2 separate regions of the Rattus norvegicus genome follow, and region 2 is linked to region 1. Evidence: chromatin contacts called from public Hi-C data. All regions are on one chromosome and are shown on one strand. The core of a region is the stretch at or near the end of the contact, and the rest is flanking DNA. Distances in the headings are between cores, read along the strand shown.

Region 1 (4,449 bases), core at 1,866-4,365:
TCCGATACAGGGATCTGACCTGCTGGTTTGCAGGCGGCACTGGAAAGCAGTCTAACAGGGAGGTGTCATTTTCAGTTACAGGTTGTACAATTCAGTTACAAATCCTTTAATCAAGAAGCACTTACCAGAAAGACAGTGTGGTACAGTGTCTCCCAGAACAGAAGCTCTGCCACTCCCTAGAGTGACCCAACCACTCAGAGGCCCTCCCCACACCGCACCGGCTCTTTCTCATGCTGGGAGTAAAGGGCAAGCTCCTTAGCACCATCTAGCTCTGGTCAGCTGAGTTCCTACCGGAGTCTTCTGCTTCCACACATCCACAGGTCACCTTGCCACGATGTGGCCGCTTCCCTCTACACACTACCATTCTTGCAGTTTAACTCCAATACCCTCTCCCTAATGTGATCGATCATTGCTCCTTTATAAACTTCAGAGTATCTTACACTCATAGAATTTATTGCTTCTGACACATTTAAGTTTTCCAAATTTTTCTGAATAAGAAAAGGTAGAAAAGTCAATGTTTTTCACTTCTTGAAGAAACAGAAGTGTTCCTTTTTCTGAAGTCCGTGTCTTCCCACATGATGACTCTCCTAACGCTTCATTTTTAGGTTTATGTGCACATCTGTGTGTAGGCACTGTGGTGAGCTAAGCTGCCCATGGAGGGCAGAGCTAATCCCCCGGGAACTGGTTGCAGGCAGCTGTGACCCACCAGTCACGGTGCTGGAAACCGAAGCTGGATCTTCAGCAAGAACATGTGTGTGTGCTCTCACCCACGGAGACATCTCCCCTCCACCCTCTACATGTCGGTTCTTAACTATCTATACAATTATCTATACAATAACTTCTATCTGAAAGATTTATCAAAAAAATAATATTTAAAGACTAGGTTGGCAGAGAGTGAGCAGGGATTCACAATGAATTTGAGAGTTTGTGGCAGGATATCATTACAATTTGATATGCTAATTTACAATCAAATGCCACAGTTTCAGTAAAGATTTTAATGTTATTTTGGATCTAGACCTCTTCTCCCTTATATATTTCAGAAGGCAGTTGAGCCTCAGCACCTGGGTTGAGCCTCAAAGGAAAAAACATTCCAGGAAGAAGGTCCACTCTGGGGAACAAATATGTGTACACGGGAGCCCCACAGCATAGACTCTATTATTACTACAGCATTAAACAGAAGGCTGAGAAAAGGACACAGAAGTGGTCAAATCACTAACTAGGTCTAGGAACTCAGAGAGAGGCCTAAACTTGATTTTTTTTTAACGGGGGAGAGAGGGATGGATGCCCATGTGGTTTGGAGCAGGGTCTGTTTTTCACTGCTGCATACACTAGGCTACTTGGCAGCTTCTGCCTTACTGGGCTTCTGAGAATCCACACTGAGACATCTCTCCAGCCCCAACCCGTGTTCTTAAGACACTGGGAAGACATTAATGCATTGGCCGATTTGCATTCTATACACAGGACCACAGCAGCTAATTCTACTTAGAGAATAGACCCACAGACATTACTTAGGAATCCACTCTGATTTCCGTGTGGAAGTGTGGGAGAGCAATGAAGCAGTAGCAGTGTCGGCAGAACAAGAGGGACACTATTATAGAGGCCACCTTTCCAGAACCATCTCCTACTGTCTCCTGCTTCAAACCCCATGCAAGAGTAACAGACGTCTTCCTCTTGCTGGTGACTTCTTGTGGTACTCCCTTCACAAAGACAGAGGCACAGCTCAGCCAAAAACGCTAGACAGTATCCCTGGCCTTGTCTCTGTCTGACCCTGTCCTAAACACAGTGATTCAATGTTCTTCCCAAAAGATATCATACAGCTCCTTACCTCCGTATTTTAGCATATACCATCCTATCCTACCCTAACTTAAAATGCCAGCGAGCACACTAATAACCCAAGAGTTGCAGCGTCTCCCATGCTGGTCGCTCCACACAATTTAAAACAGATGCATGAGCAGCTACTGAGAAGCTAAACAGGTATCAACCCTGGAGAGCAGAGGGCCTACCTGTCCGGCTTGAGCGTTTTTTTGTTTTGGTTTTTTTGATGGAGGGAGGCGGGGGGTGGGGGGTGTGGGGAGCATATCTTATGCAAGCTGTCACAACCCCTGCATGTTTGTATGTGCAACTGACTTTGGTATATTCAGAAAACAGTTTCCTTTAAGTCATCTACCACGGCTGGCTCTAACAACATTTCCGCCATCCTGATCTTAAATTCCCATGAATAAAGGTAATGTGTGTCCTAATCATGTGGCAGACTTGCTACTGATTTAACCTTGGGGAACTTTTTAAAGATGTCTAAGCTTTGATTTTGTAACCTGTGTAAGTAGTAGCCAGATACTGACATGCTTTAACTTTTTCCTTAATATCTTAATAAAATGAAGAGACCAAGTAGATTGTTCTTTGAGACCTGACTTATTTACAAGTTTGTTTGTTTCAATTGTGTCATCTCCTTTTATAGTCACTATCATCTCTTAATCATCCTTTCAATCAATATCAGGGGAAAAAACACAAGCAAGACTCAAACTGTAGCAAAACTGTGCCCGAACCCCAGGGGCATCCTTCTCCCTCACAAAATGCTGTCACAGATACTTGACACTGGACAGGGAGGAGCCAGCCAGCAGCTAAACTACTTCCCTGTCCTTAACCCTCCACTTTATGAGGCAGAGCCACATCTTGAAAGAACAGAAACAGAACACCAGACATTTGCTTTCCAATCCTCCCCTGCAATCAGTGCACAAACCGAATCGGTCACTGCCAATCAGAGAGACGAACCTCAACTTGTGACTGTGATGCAAACATCTGCATTTAGGCTCAGGCTCAAGGACCTGGAGTTGGGAGGTGAGCCTGGGTCAAACAGCAAACTCCAGGCCAGCCTATGCCAAACAGAATTGTTTTTATTTCAAAAGCAGAAAGGAAAATGAAGTGTAAGAGGAGGAGGCCGAGGCAGAGGAGAAGGAAGCAGCAGAAAGCACCACAGCACTTTGCTCCCAGGGAGGCTGCAGGTCCCTCGCCCTGATTAGTCCTTCTTTAACCCGATTTCTGCAGGGAGCCACAGGAGTTCCAGGGCTGTGTGTCAGTGCCAACAGAGGACAGCATACTGCTAACAGTGCTGCCCACAGGAGCCACCAGGGTGTGCTCTGAGCACTGCTCCCAAGAGAGCCCAACCCAAGTTCTACTGCTCAGGAAATTCTACAAGTAACTCAACAGCTTTGTTTAACCTACAATCTTTTCGTGACTAAACTAAAAAAGGTTCTCTTTTATTAAAACTATGAATGCTAACACACTCTCTTAAACCCAAAGTCATCCCAACAATCCCTTTAGAGCTTCCTGCTTCTAACAAAGGGAACTTTCAAGTCACACAGTTTCCCACAATCAGTCTGCCAATGGTGGCCTGACTTCCCTTGCTGTGCAGGGACCAAGATGATATCTTGATGAAAACGGATAAGGGAGCAAAGGCAGACGAAAAGGCCAACCTAGCATTAACGTGATACTTATTTGGTCACCATAGTCAGGGAAACAACAGGACTGAGAGAAACCATGGCGGTCAGCCTTACCCATACATACATTCGTAACCATAAGGAGGGGAGGCTGCAATACAGCTATGAGAGAGCCACTTAGTTCTTAGATATTTAAAAGCTAAAATTCTTATGAGCAAGTTCTCTTTAGCATGTTTTCCTCCCTGCCTCCGAACACACAAACAACAGCAACTACAGCAAGTATGCGCCTGCACAGGAATTTCCATCCTTGGCAACTTACTAAAAGCAGCACTGACCTGGATTCTTCCCCCAGATATTCTCATTTCATTTTGGCCTGAGCTGGAGCCAGGAACCAATGTACTCTTTTTTAATTATTTTTGTTAAGAGTACAAAGTACTACATTTCATTATGGCATTTTCATACAGAACTCGTTTTTGTTGATCTTCTCCCCCAACTCCAACCCCACACTCACAGCCACATATGTGCATGTACACACATTAAAAGCTAAGAGCTACAGAGGACGCAGACCACGTGGCTCTTTATCTTTCTGAGTCTGTGTCACCTCACTGAATCATTCCAGAGACATCTACTTCAAATCACATTTGTATTTTTCTTTATGGCTGAGTGAAATTCCATCCAATCAAACAGAAGCTAGGAAGATGACTCAGTGGGTAGAGCACTTGTTCGGTGAGCCTAACTATCTCGGTTTAGACCCCAGTACCCATATAAAAGCCAGACTCAGCAGGGCACATATCTGTAACCCTAGCACATTCCAACCAGGAAATGAGAGGCAGAGACAGGAAAACCACTAGAAGCTTGGGAGCCAGGTATATGCAGGTGTGTACAACCAGAGACCCTGTCTCAACATGTGGAAGGTGAGACTACACCAGCACATGAATACATGTGCACATGTGTGTACACACACACACACACACACACACACACACACACACACACACACAGGAAAGTGTACAGA
Region 2 (4,311 bases), core at 1,009-3,508, 42 kb after region 1:
AAGGGATGTCACTGCAGACAGGGATGCAGCCTTAGGATGGCAGTATCAAATGACCTTCAACTGCTGCTAAGTAAACAAGGCTGTAAGGACCAAGTCCCAAAGTCACACATCATCACAAACCCAATGCGAGAAAGTACCACCTCTTCTTGGAAGGACAAGGAATTCAATCACACTTTGCTCCTGGGAAACCAAGGGTGACTGTCACTTATAACAGAGGCTAACACTGTCAAGAAGTGAAGAGACTAAATTAGCAATCTTTTACACCAAAAGACAGTTTCAGTTGAAATGATATATGCTCACAATTAAATAAAGCAGGGAGAAAGAAAAAAAAAAAAAAAGACCTCCTTACCATTATTATGTTACATTTAGAGTAAGCTCCACTTCGGACAGTTACCTCTCCTTGATCTTGTTACACAATACCATACTTCACTGTCTCTTAACCCAAGTCAGGAATCTACTCAACTCTAGACTCAAACCTGTTATCAAAATAAACAAACAACCCTATGCCCCCTCTAAGAACTACAACTAGACTTCCAGACGCTGAAGCCATCTGAAGTTACCGATTTAGATTTTCCCAACTCTAAATCAATCCACTGGTTCCACATTTTTAACCCTTAGGAAGCTGTCAATCACAGTCACGTGTCAATTATAACCTCACAGCATAGAGTTTACTGTAACAAAATAAACACATACTTATTAAATCTCTTGAGTATCTAATAATATTGAGTTCTCTGCCGTGGAAATTAGACAGCAATTATATTTCTGGTGTTTACAAGTAGGACTAAGCAATTCGGGATATGCTTATTTTTAGAAAAATTTTTTTCCATTGTTGGTTACTATCCTACTTTGGGAACTTCCATACTCCTGAAGGACTTAAGACATTTAGCCTGTTAAATTAATAACTAAGAATCCCAGAGAGGTCCCATTAACTGGCACAAATGAAGTTAACAAAAAACGAACTACAAGATACAGTGACAACCAAGCACCTCAATTCTTGCACGGGTAACACACTCAACGGCACCCCCACACAAACCTCCCCATCTCTCATCAACTGACGAAGACCGGTCCACAAGGTCTCCTTTGCAAACTGTCACACAACAAAAGTCAGGACGTGTGTCTCAGCTTCGCCGTCCAATTCCAAACACCCCAGAGCCACTACATTTAAGCGATTCCCATAGCAAATTACCCAGGGCATTCTCTGTTATTACCAAAGTGCCAAGCAGTTCCCAGGGGTGCCCAGCAAATGATAATTTAGTTCCCAGGATAGGCTCCTCGCCACACAAGGATGACTTCCCTACTTGGTGCCAACTGTACACTTGCACACTCCGAAAACAGGGGGCGAGCCCTGAATAGCAAGGGTTACGAGGGCAACGTCTGTATTTTTATTATAGGCTCAGAAGATTCCCCAATGCTGAAAAGCGCGACCTATAACCCTAGAGTCAATTTCCAACTGTGCTCTCCCCCAGGACCATTCTACCCCAAACAGAAGCCAATCGTTAGTTTTAACAAGGCCTAGAGAGGAGAGGAGAGAAAAAAAATCGTGGGGTTTAAAGAAGAAGAAAAAAGTTCACCTAAGAGACACGGGAAAGGTGAGGGCTTCGAGGGAGAGGGAGGTCAACACCAACGGTGCTGAAACGCGAACTACAAAAGACCCTTTCTGCCCTGGAGTGCAGGGCAGCGGGGCACGGTCAGTCATTCCGATGGAGTGCGGGGGGTCAGGGGTTCCCCCCAAGGCCCGCAGCTTTGTCCGGCCGCGCCGCGGGGCCGGCCAGGGGTGTGCGCTGCGGCCGGGCGCGGCCCCCGACCGCGGGCCCCTTCCTCGCGCGGCTCCCCAGCGCCAGGCCTCTCCCCGCCGCTGTCCCCGCCACCTCCCCTCCCCCTTCCCGGACCCCGGCAACTTTCCCCGGCCTCGCCTCACCTCTCAGCAGCACGCAGAAGCTGCAGGCCAGGAGGCTCCTCAGCACGGCCCCCATCTTCCCCCCCACCGCGCGCGCTCGCGGCCCTCACCGGCGACCGGCGGCCAGGGGACGCGCGGGCGAGGAGCCGGGGCGGCCGCCGCAGCGGCGGGTCTGCACGCTCATGCTTTCCGCGGCCGGGAGAAGAAAGAAAAGGGCGCACGTCAGGGATCTAGCGCGCCGCTCCGGCCCGGGCTCGCGCGACGCCAGCGCCTGCCCCCATGCCGCCGCCTCCTCCCGCGGCGCCCCACGTCCCCCGCGCGGCGCCTCATTCAGCCTCTTCCTCTCGCAGCGGCGCAGGGATCCGCCGCGGGGCCGCCGCCGTCTCCCTGCGCGCCCGACCTCCTCCTCAGCGCGCCGCGGCCAGACCCCCGGAGCCGCGGCCGCCGCGCGCGCTGACTCCCCGCGGAGCCCCCGCGAGGTGGGCCTCGCGAGCCCCGCCAGGCTGAGGGGGAAAGGTCTTCCCGAGGCGCATTCCGATGGGATTCTTTCCCGGGGCGGCGGAGGGCGTGAGGCGACGTCGGCCGACACTGAGGCCGGCGTGGTCGGGACTACTTTCTGCGTCCCGGCCCGTCGCCGCCCGCGCCGCTCTTTGTGCGCCCGGCCGCGGAGCCAGGTGGAGCTGCGGGCTCCGGGCTGTCCGGGACGTAGGAAAATCAAAGTGCAAGTGCGGCTTACACTCGCTCGAAGCCGCGGACGAGGTTGAAGGGTGTGCAGAAGCCAACGCGGAGCAGAACCCTAATGGGTTGAATTGGGGATCATCATAGGGAGTAAAATAAACAGGACTCAGACTTTTAAAAAAAAAGTATGTTTTCTCTCAGTGTGGAGCCTGCTTTACATATACACATAAAGTCACACGCATGGGAAAACGACCAGACTTGAATAGACAAAGATTGTAGGATTTTTATACACATAAATAAGGTTTACTCAGACAAGTATTCCCTCATATGCGGATCTAGGGTGTGTGTGTGTGTGTGTGTGTGTGTAGTAATGCTTTTATATATGAGTTAACACATTGATGATAAAAAGATAAAAGTGTGACTATCTGGGGGAAAAGAATGAAGCTAATGGTGGGGGAAGAGGCACACATCGAGGTTAATACCTTAAAAAAAAATTACATGCTTGAATTGTATCCGTCATTACATGCAAGAAAAAAATTAAAGAAAAAAACAGAATTTTTTTTAACTTGTCTTCCAAGAAATACAATTTTTTTTTGTGAACTAACCTGACAAGAACTAAAGCTTTCTAAACTGAGAGAGAAAATCCTTAGATAAAGGCATCAGTACCTAAGAGCAAAGAGAAAATAAAACATGGCTGTTGGACAGTGGGTTTACAAGTTTGAGGAAAAGAAAAAAGAAAAGCCCCCACAACAACCTCTACCACTACTAGTGCAGTGGGCATTCCCAAGTAATGGCCCAGATGCCCTCTGCATTCACCTGGCCAGCTTCTGCCTTAGGCTGGCCAGCTCCAAGAATTAACCATAAGAAAACCATTAGCTGCCTTCTGTCCAGCCTTCACACACCTTTTCTGAAGGCAAATGGGTAGGGGCTCATCTAGGACTTGCAAGCACATTATCAGATGGGCCACTCGGAGCTCACCTGAGATAAGACTGGCTGTTCTGTGATCCCCTTGGCACACATGAAGAAAATGAGAATTTGAGACACTCAGTGACTTATCAAGGCCACTCGAGTCCTGAGTAACAGAACCTGAAGCAACCAGCTTGGAGGATTGTACAAGAGTGTTGGGAGATGTTTGCGGGGAAGGCTGACAAGTTAGCTCAGTGGGTAAAGGCACTTGTCACCAAGCCTGACAGCCTGAGTTCAATCCCTAGGACCCACATCGTGGAAGGAGAGAACTCACTCCTTCAAATGGTCCTCTGGCCTCCACTTACATGATACATGCTGTGTGATACTCACCCTCTCCGATACACACACGATTTTTTTGTAAACAAACGCAAAAGGTTCGCAGGCAGTTAAGCTTAAAAGTGGTGAAAATGGAGAACAGAGGGGGGATATGGTGTGGTGGCAGGTGTACTGAGGGGAGTAACTGAAAACCTCAATTATGATGATGTAATATATATGCACAGACCTATCACATATTTGAGAAAATACCAGAAATGATAACACAAAAGTAGGTGTTGGGACAGAGGTGTACTTTTCTTCCCTGTCCTTTAATAGATTGTGTTTTTATTTCCTAAAGATACTGGAGTGAACCTCTGTAATATAAGCCTACCAAGGATGCAATTCTTATTGTAAAACTGATTTGTCACTCAGCCATTTAATTGCACATTAGACACGGTCCCCTGGGCTGTGTTGGTGTTTTAACAATGAAACCATCGTCCTCACACTCCAGCTAA

Evidence for each region. A called contact is a pair of places that touch in the nucleus more often than the background predicts.
Region 2: a contact with region 1 is called in a Hi-C map of liver, with 2.8 times the contacts expected there. The contact joins the promoter of Lrp6 here to the enhancer-like site in region 1. A contact is called at or near these places in 3 of 12 Hi-C or Micro-C datasets (kidney, liver and psoas muscle).

What each region holds. Positions count from the first base shown.
Region 1 is chr4:169,086,961-169,091,409 of GRCr8, forward strand. The region is part of intron 2 of Lrp6 (LDL receptor related protein 6); the gene reads right to left. Among named protein-coding and RNA genes, the nearest start is that of Lrp6, 43 kb to the right of the region's middle. Within about 2 kb of position 3,116, at least 15 of the 93 cell types and tissues checked have an H3K27ac peak or open chromatin away from gene starts, as enhancers often do. A contact at or near this core is called in liver, where this site is marked.
Region 2 is chr4:169,129,458-169,133,768 of GRCr8, forward strand. It overlaps Lrp6 (LDL receptor related protein 6), which reads right to left and starts at 2,259. Exons shown (of 23, transcript NM_001401820.1): 1 at 1,919-2,259. The coding sequence starts at 1,973.